3 separate regions of the Mus musculus genome follow, and all the other regions are linked to region 3. The links are chromatin contacts, called in public promoter capture Hi-C maps. All regions are on one chromosome and are shown on one strand. Each heading gives the region's core, a stretch centred on a gene start, on an enhancer-like site or on the middle of the called end of the contact. The rest is flanking DNA. Distances are from core to core; before and after follow the strand shown.

Region 1 (3,045 bases), core at 167-2,666, 650 kb after region 3:
CCGCTGCATCTAATTTCCACGAATGAATGAATGAATGAATGAATGAATGAATGAATGGCGGTGCTTGCACCATTCGGAGAGGATCTGCAGAGTGCGCGGCCAGCGTCCTGGCATTTTCTGTTCCCAACCAGTCCCAAACTCTTGCTTGGTATTCATCTTTGTCTCTAATCTGCAGCTCGCAAATAATTACTCCTCGTAGCTATTGGCCTAACACCAGGTCAGGCTTTCGAGTTCGAGAGAGATTCGGTCTGCTCCAACCCACCTCCCTTGCAACGCCACTAGCTGCACTAAAGCGACTTCCAGGGCATGTGGGAACACCTTGGGCAAGGACCACTCTGCAGTGCCACTAAGGGGTCCCACAAGGACCCAACTCCTTCTGTGCGCCAGACTACGGGTCTGCGTGGTAGATGAGGGCACCGGAGACCGCTCACTTGCCCAGAGGGGAGATGGCGGGTGGTGAAGAAGACTTCTTGAGCCAGAGAAGAGTCCCCTGACTAACTCCGAGCCGCTCTATGTGCACAGTTTGTGGGCATCCGTTGGGCATCGCCTAGCACACCAATCCAAGGAAAGACTCTGATACCCTGGGCTAGGAAACCCGGACTGCAGGCCGTGGCCCCCGGGGTGTGTAGGTATCAGGAGGCGCAACTTCTGGCTGGACTTTGAAGAGTCCAACCCAGAGGGTCTGCGCTCGACCCTCTTTCCAGGCGGGCTGTGGTCTCTGCCAGGCAAATCGAGGGGGGCTTCGAGCCGTTCTCAGAGACGGAACCCCGCTGGTGCTGGCCGAACGACAACGGTTCTCCTCCGGGGCTTTCAATGTTCAGTTTCAGTCGGTCCTCTCGGTTTTCTCAGGCCGGGGCGAGCCCTGGAAGAGGCGCAGCCACCCCGCTGAGGGCACTCCTGAGCCCCTGGGTTGCAGGCTTAGGACAGTAAGGGCAGCGAGGGGGATCGGGGTAGATGGGCATCTGGGGAGAAGGCGGAGGAGAGAGTCAGAGGGAGTACAGGGCGTCGGGCGCCCTGTGTCCACCCCCTCGGCGCCTGCGCACCCTTCCTGGCGCCCTGAGCCCCGCCAAAGGTCGCGGTCCGGTCCCGCTTCGACCAAGACTCCGGCTACCAGCTTGCGGGCCCCGCGGAGGAGGAGACCCCGCTGGGGCTAGCTGGGCGACGCGCGCCAAGCGGCGGCGGGAAGGAGGCGGGAGGAGCGGGGCCCAGACCCCGACTCGGGCAGAGCCAGCTGGGGAGGCGGGGCGCGCGTGGGAGCCAGGGGCCCGGGTGGCCGGCCCTCCTCCCGCCACGGCTGAGTGCCCGCGCTGCCTTCCCGCCGGTCCGCCAAGAAAGGCGCTAAGCCTGCGGCAGTCCCCTCGCCGCCGCCTCCCTGCTCCGCACCCTTATAACCCGCCGTCCCGCATCCAGGCGAGGAGGCAACGCTGCAGCCCAGCCCTCGCCGACGCCGACGCCCGGCCCGGAGCAGGTAGGCAGCTCTGGGACCCGAGCTAGGGCCAGGTATTTCGCACGAGGCTCCGAGGCTGGAGTTCGGGTGTGCGGCTGCCCGGGTGCTAGCCGAGTGAACGGCCCCAGGGACTCCGCGTCAGTGGCAGGAGGGGCCGGCCGGAGTGAGGCTAGGAGTAGAAGCAGTTGGCACCTCGGCAACCCATGGACCTGCCTCCTGCCCACACTGTCCACTACAGGTGGCAAGGAGTCGCCATACCCGGAGATTCTGGGGCTCGGGTCTGGTAATAGGGGAAGTTGGGAGGTGCGTGGGTATCCTACCTCACAAGGAATGCAAATCCCCACCTCTGTAAGGCAGAAGGCCTTTCAGGTCCCGCTATGGAAGCAGACTAAGAGAGAGGAAAGCCAACTAGAGCCCAACCTCTATGCTGGTCCCAAGGTGTGGGGTCCTGGTGGGTTACTGCTGTTCTGTGATGAGTTTACTGTGGTGCCTCACCAGCCTCCCTAGTCTTCCAGGTAGAGAACCCGGGCAGCCCACACTCTCTCCTGCTCCACTGGGCAGCTGTCACCTTCTCACTCTTGAGAGATGAGAACATCTGTAGGCACCTATCCACATACACACCCGTATGTGTGCGTGGGCGGGGGCGGGGGGGTGGTGGTGTCAGGAAAAAAGCTCTGACTTCTGAGCCCCAAGACACTTGGTTCCCTGTATGTGCTGAGGTCTGTTAATTAATTAAGTGGGCACTTGGGACCTGGGTCGTAACAATATTTGGGGGAAGGTTGTTGTTGTTTTTCTTCATTTAAAAGTTAAATTGTGTCTGTGTGAGTCGTGCACGGGTCAGAGGACATCTTTAGGAGTCGATTCCCATTTTCCATTTTATCAGTCTCAAAGATTTACTCAAGTGGCCAGGATAGGCAGCAAGCACCTCTACCTGCTGAGCTCCACTGCCTCGGATTGGTTTTCGTGGTCGTTGTTTGTGTTGCTGTTTAGCTCTAGAAAAAAAACTCAACAGAGACAAAATGTATCCTGAATCCTTGGTGTGTTGCAAACGCTGTCCCGGCCCCCCACCCGCCCCCATCCTTTGATTTATTCAATAAAAATGTAAAACATTACTTTGTGAACAAAAGATAAGTATTTAACATTTTCTCATCCATGACTGTATAGATTGTGTATGCAGTTTTGAAAATCAGGTAATCGGTTTCAAAGGTGTTGCATACCCACTAACTAGTCTTGAGCTACTGGCGGGCCTATGGGAGCCTGCCTATCAAGCACAGGTAACTAACGACAGGATGCTGAGCAATGTTGTCCTTCTAGCGATGGCTCTGTGGAACAGGCAGGGCTTGCCCATTCTGATGGCCACCCTGTGTGACAACATTCTGGATTAGAAGTCAGATGCTGAGTTCAAATACTCTCTGTGCCCTGGGACCTTGAGCAAGTTACTTAAATCCTCAGAACCTCAGTTTACCCATCTTCGAAATGGAGTCATAGCACTGCTTTTCTCAAAGAGCTTATAGAAACCTGGTCAGTATGCCTTTGTAAACAGAATGGAAACTGCCTGACCCTGGCTGAAGAAGGATATGAGTGAGATGCTTGTGTTC
Region 2 (3,080 bases), core at 300-2,799, 620 kb after region 3:
ACAGGCAGGCTGGCAGCCCTAGCCCACCACGCTTAGTGCAATAATCATTCTAGGACCGAAGCTCCCTAGGAACAAACTCAGTTAAGAGGAAGGAGCAGCGGAAGTCGGGGACATAGGTTGCTTCTGTTCATAGACGAGAGGACCCCAACTCAGATCCAGCTCTTTTTTGTAATGGCCACAAAGACCAAAGCAAGACCCAGGGAGGAGGTCCCGAGGGCACCTGTCCCAGTAGGAAGCTTGTCCTCTCATTCCCCAGGGAATCATGACACTGTCCTCACGGCCAGGTACATAGTGGACCGGTCAGTGCCAGCCCTGGACAGAAGCAGCAAGTCTCCTCTGTGGGTGAGAAGATGCCCGAACTGGCAGAATGGAAGCCCCAACCAGGGCCTGAAGGGTCCCTGGTCCACTCCCCGTGCCGCCCCAGCAGCCTTGCCAAGTTTACAAGGCTCCACCTTGCACCCTGCGGGGAAGGGCTGGTGAGGGGGGGCAGGCCTCTCATCTGTACATCCACTCTCAGTCTCACTTCGCACCAGTTTTCCTTTGAGGCCAACAGAGGGGGATCGCTTTGCAGTTTAAGAGAGACCGCTAACCGGCCTGTTGGGGAATCATCTTTCAAAATTAAATCCGTCGCCGCTGGCTCCCTGACCCTCTCTTCCTGCCCATTCTAGTACTGAATTCCTTCTCCCGAGGCCCCAGAGCGCACGTGTTTAACACACAAAACAGTGCTGGCAGCCCCCTCTGGGCACCCCCGCCCCTGCGCAGGCCCTCGGACCCCAGGAGACTAGCTTGGGGAGGAAGTGGGACCAGGCTGCTTCCTCTCGGCCGCCTCCAAGCTGGCTCCCCAGCTGGACCCTGCGCCGCAGGGGCTTGGATTCCTCACCTCTCCGGAGTTCGGCATCCGTCTAAGTCTGCAGGACCCTTGCTGCAGGGGCGGGAACCCGGAGGCTATGGGCCCTGCGGCAGACTCGAGGGCACCAAATCCAGTCCGGGACCCCGGGTCTAGACCATCCCCTCCTCAGTTAAAGCAAAGAGCCCATTGTTTGTGGCCCCAGGGACAAAGCCCCGAGTTCTGTCCGGGTCAGCTTCGCCGCCAGGAGCCTCACGACTCGCGCTACTCACATGCTCGGCTGCAGCGGGCGCGGGGGTAGCGGCTGGGAGGCTGCAGGCACGGCGGGGAGCAGCAGCAGCGTCAGGGCCACCACGCGCCAAGACGCCCTCGCCTCCACCCCGACAGGCATAGTGCGCGCGGTCGCGCTCCCACTCGGTCCTGGGATCTTCGACTCACAGGCGGCCCTTACGGCCAGTAGACGCTGTCTTCACGGGCGCCATACCCCCAGAGGACAGCGGAGCACCACAACCCAGTCGCGCCAGGTGCGGGGCGCGAGGTTCCCGCAGGTGCAGATGGGACAGTTGCCCGGACCTCCGAGACCTTCGCGCTCGGTTCGGCGCGGCCAGACACTTGCCAGGAGTGATGGAGAGCAAACTCGGAGCGGGACGCAGCAGACGTCAGGCCCGCCCGCCGCACGCCCCCCGGCCCGACCCCAGCCCCCTCTTTCCCGACCCCGCTCCCGCCCCTTTTGGCCCCACCCCCAGCCCAAGCCACGCCCGTTCCGCCTTCGGCCCCGCCCAGACAATCCCAATAGGGAGAGCCCACTTCCAGCCCCGCTTCAGCCCCTCCCCTCTCCGGCTCCTGGTCCTACCTTTAAGGCTAAGCTCGCTTCCCAGTACTTTCCCCTAAAGCTTTCCAATTTCACTTGCGCTCCCTCTCTCTGCAACCGAGAGTCCCAGGTCTGACCCCAACCAAGTGAACAATTCTGTCGAGTCTGCGCGGTCCATACTTCGTAAACACCGCTCTATCCAGATCTGAGACCTCTGCAAGCGCACCCTTGGATTCTTGGAGTTGCAGTCACCTTCCCTTGGCCCCTCGTCCGCGCGCCCGCCACCGCTGTCCCAGAAGCAGGGAGGGATAGTAGAGCGGGAGGTAGAGGGGGGGACAGCCTCTGAGTGCCTCTGGGCACTTCCTTTGGGTACTGACTTTATTAGGTAACACACCACCCTCTGGGCTTTCGTATTCCCAGTTCTGTACTGAGTGCTTTGGGACGGTAGCATGGGGTGGAGTGGGCGTGTAGGTCCCACTAGGCACCTGCATAGGGGTCTAGGAGGTGAGGCGACTCCCTGCACCAGGTATTTATTGTCTTTTAAGCCTGGCTTTGATTTGATTTGACTTTCTCCGCGGTTAGGGGCAGACTGACCAGCGCTGTACGTGGCATCTCTTAGTCCAGGACTTATCAAACACTCAGAGGGGCTCTTTGTGAAGCTGAGCTGGGAGAGTCCCATGAGGGTATGGTAGCGGACCTCACTAGTTGCAGATAGTTGTGTGAGGATCAGCTCCTCCTTGTCCTACTGGAGAGGTGTGCCTGCCCTTTTACATGATGGGTGGACCCAGCCTGCCCTCTTCCACCATCCCTGAGGAGTGCGGTAGGTGTTCCAGCCTCCTCTTCCCCTGAAGCAAGTGCTTGAGGGGGCCTCTGGCTGGGGGACCTGGAAATGCCGCTGCAAAAGTTCGCATTTCAAAAGACTGTGGGTCTCATTACTGGGCAGGTGCTGTCAGCTTAGACCTGCTGCTGGCCCAGATGCGGAACCGAGGGCAAGGAAGGGAGTGGAGTGAGTTTAGAAAACTCAGGTTTCAGATCTGAGCAGTAAACATAGAGGAGTATAACCTCAGGGGAAATAGAGAAGGGAGGGAAGTAAGGAAGGAGGGAGGGAGAGATGGATAGACAGACAGATTCTGGAGGGCAATGGGTCCTGGAACTTGCCACCTGATGCCCCAAACAGGACCCCAGTTTGCCCTGCATTGTTGTGCTGGGACTCACCCTTCTGCTCAAACCCATCACCAGACCCTCCCTGGATCTCAGTAGCAGAGGCTGACCCGAGCCCTCTGGGGGACTCCCAATGTCTGCACCCAGGAATTCATCTCATATCCCTCCTCAGCCAGGGGCCCACCACTGTGGAGAAGTACAGGAACTGTACACTGGGCCCAGGCGCTTAAGCTTGCTCCTCTGTACCTCTGTCTCTCCCGG
Region 3 (3,023 bases), core at 252-2,751:
TGGGGAGGGGCTCACTTTAGGAGGAGCAGACCTTGTGGGGGTACCTCAGGGGGGTGGTGGCATCCCTGGTTCTGCTCTTACCAGCACAGCCGTGTGGCAGCTTTTACAAAAAGGTAATTCAGCAAGCTTTGGAGCAAGCCCTGAGGTTTGCTCACAAGGACCTCTATTTATAGATTCCACTCCTCTCCGGGGTCGATCAGCCATCCGTACACTTCGGAGAGTTTATAACTCTGTTATTAAATTTAGAGCTGGCTTCGGCTTTAATTCAGAGTGAAAACTGCATACCGTGGGGGAATCCCGAGAATGCATTTTTGGGGAGACTGCCAACAGGCCGGTTTCTAGGACTCCTGCCCCCAGAGATGGGCAGTGGGCCCAGGAGACTCCATAATGCCTGGACACCATGCTCAAAGTGCAGCAGCCAGGTATCTCACACCAGGTGTCTGTCACCCCTCAGTAGCCAGGGGTTACAAACTAGAATCTGGTGGCTGGCCTGACATTGCTAGTGTCCTCTAGGTTGAATGGAGCCATTCACTAGCTCCTGAGATTTTTGGAGACTCTAGAGAGGGATGTTCTTATATCCCGGGAGGTGAGGACAATTTGAGGACCTGTTCATGGGACAACTTAGTATCCTTGCTATGGTGTGGAAGTCTGGGTCAGGATGCTGTGTGGGAGGGGCTCACTCTAAGCCCTTGTCCCGACAGCTACCTTCCAAAGCGCCCCTCTTGCCCTCCAGGTGATAAATACATGCTGTGTTTAGGGTGGCTTCTGATCCACACCCAATGCTATTGATGCCTGTCCTTGGGAGGAAAGCTGTGTAGACACCACCCAAGCTTTGTAATCTTAGTGGCTAGTAGGAGACAGAGGCAGCTAGAGAGGGTTTGGCAGAGTGGCCAGGACCCGTGGCCCTGCAGCTTCTGGGCACTGTTGATGGCAGAGTCCCAAGCCACACACAAACACTGTATATCCACAATACAACAGGTATCTGGGGGAGCAAGGAGCCTAGCCTAGATGTTAGGTGCTGCCAGCCACTGGCCAGCAGGTGGTGTTCCTTGCCTACTTTCCCCACCTATACACGGCTCTCCTCCGCCAAGCTGGGCCCATCTGGAAATGTTTGATTTGATAGAGTGTCGCTTTACATTGCAGAAATGAGCGTAAGCGGTTTTTTAACCCACCAAGTGAGAAATGTGATCTGGGTTTTACTGTCGACCCTTTAAATAAAAAACAGATCGCTTATTAAACCATTATCTGTTGTGGATGAGGCATTGAGAGTGGACCCTGACTGGACACCCACGCAAAGGGATGGCTCTATCTTCTGTCTGTGTGAGGGTAACCTGGGCTATTGGACACCACTCTCAGGGGACCAAGCAGGGGCTGGCACCCATCACCCAACCATTCTGCCTTTATGTGCATGTTACTGAAGCTCTCCCTTCCCATCGGGTTGTCTGAAGGAGCTATAGTCTGAATGATGGATCTCCAGAGCCATGGTCATGCATCATAGGGCTTCCTGGGGGATTCATTCCCTTGACCCCTGCTCTGGGGTGCTGGGATTCCACTGTGCTGTGACCCTGGATGGAGCTGTCTGGAAGCTAGGGAAGTGTAGCATCTAGCTTTTGCATTGTGCTGATGGACATGCACATGGTCGGTGCCCAGTATTGCACACAGGGACCTGGAGCTGCAGGCTAGTCAAGCCTCTAAGCAAGGACACAGTGGATGTGGGAGGCGAGGAAGGGGGAGATGATTGGCTCCCACTTCCTGGGCAAGACCAATGCTGAGCTGCCCTGCCTGATGTATGGGGTATCAGCTTTGATCCTCTCTGTTCCTTGAGGTCTGATGCTACATCCCGTTTTTCTGTGCTGGGAAAATGCCTCTTCATCCTGCTTGGAGGAGATGGCCCTGGAAAGCCAACAAAAGGTCTTGTCATTCCAGCATGTGGAGGACAGGTACTGGAGACACACAGTGGCTCCTCACTCCATCCATGCTCCAAGGGCATGACACTGGAGTTGTCCTCAGTGGGAGCACTGTGGGCATCGGTGCCTGTTAGGGTGGGAGTCAGTGGGCCTGGTGGCCCAGTGGCTATCTCTGCAGCAAGCCCAGGTTCTATCTCCCTCAGCCTTGTTGTCCAGTCAAGCTCTGTGTGGCATAGAGACCTGATCTGGGGCCTCACAAATGGTCACCTAAAGTCCCTTTAAGAGTGTGTGTGTGGGGGGGGCACTTCCTGATCACCAGCCTGGCTGTGTCACCTATCCACTGGCCCAAGATTCCTGGGGTTGGAGTTTCAGAGCAGTTAACAGAGAGTACCTTGAGGACTGTGGAAGCCCTTGGGGGACATGGGCAGTGGGGGAGGGAGGCTGGGACTAAGGAGGTTCTAAAGAACCTGAGTTGAGCCAGCAACCAGCAAGTCGGTGCCAGGATGAGGGATGTTATTTTGAGGTCCTGCTCAGTGTCCCAGCATAGTGAGGACAACCCGAAGCTGGTAAAAGCCTGCTGTGGCCGGCTAGCTCTTTGCTGTCCTGCTGCTGGTGCAGTGGGTTTTGTCTTAGGCTTCAACAGCAGTCACTAAGACTTGTGACCCTGCTCTGAGCATGAGAAAAGGGGGCGGGGTTCCAAAAAGACTCCAAGAGTGTCCCAGGGTCGCACAGCCACAAGTGACAGATATAAGCTGGAATTCCCAGAGTGGGGGCAGGGCAGGAGCCCAGTGGTTGGATCTCTTCACAAGCATGCTGGTGGAGTGAGAGGAGAGGTACTTAAGTTCCCAAGGGGCCAGGAAGCAGCAGCTTCCTTCTGTCTCCACGTCTGGCAGCCACTGGGTCAGTGTGAGTACAAGGTCACACACACACCCTGTCCCTACCGTTTGGTCCCCAGTAGCTCCTGCCCCTATTGGTTGTACCTTTATTGCTATGCCTTGCTGCCCATAGTTGATTGGTTGGGGACAGATTTATTTCTGCTGTCACAGCCAATAGAAATATGCTTCTGTCCGAGTTATCATGTGGTTACAGTGACCAAGCCGGGATTGGCTGCTTCAG

What was found. Promoter capture Hi-C pulls out the DNA fragments that hold promoters and counts their contacts.
Region 1: a contact with region 3 is called in a promoter capture Hi-C map of hippocampal neurons, with 3 times the contacts expected there. The contact joins the promoter of Trp73 here to the enhancer-like site in region 3. A contact is called at or near these places in 3 of 39 promoter capture datasets (cranial neural crest, embryonic stem cells and hippocampal neurons), 6 of 115 datasets of contacts at active chromatin or transcription factors (astrocytes, embryonic basal ganglia, embryonic forebrain and 3 more) and 1 of 9 other capture datasets (embryonic stem cells).
Region 2: a contact with region 3 is called in a promoter capture Hi-C map of cranial neural crest. The contact joins the promoter of Megf6 here to the enhancer-like site in region 3. A contact is called at or near these places in 7 of 39 promoter capture datasets (the 3T3-L1 cell line, the C10 cell line, cranial neural crest and 4 more), 1 of 15 datasets of contacts at CTCF or cohesin (pro-B cells) and 6 of 115 datasets of contacts at active chromatin or transcription factors (bone marrow-derived dendritic cells, craniofacial prominence, embryonic forebrain and 3 more).

The regions. Positions count from the first base shown.
Region 1 is chr4:154,138,246-154,141,290 of GRCm38.p6, reverse strand. It overlaps Trp73 (transformation related protein 73), which reads left to right and starts at 1,416. Exons shown (of 14, transcript NM_011642.4): 1 at 1,416-1,468.
Region 2 is chr4:154,169,182-154,172,261 of GRCm38.p6, reverse strand. It overlaps Megf6 (multiple EGF-like-domains 6), which reads right to left and starts at 1,549. Exons shown (of 37, transcript NM_001162977.1): 1 at 1,120-1,549. The coding sequence starts at 1,238.
Region 3 is chr4:154,785,434-154,788,456 of GRCm38.p6, reverse strand. No RefSeq gene overlaps it. Among named protein-coding and RNA genes, the nearest start is that of Ttc34, 50 kb to the left of the region's middle. Within about 2 kb of position 1,501, at least 9 of the 459 cell types and tissues checked have an H3K27ac peak or open chromatin away from gene starts, as enhancers often do.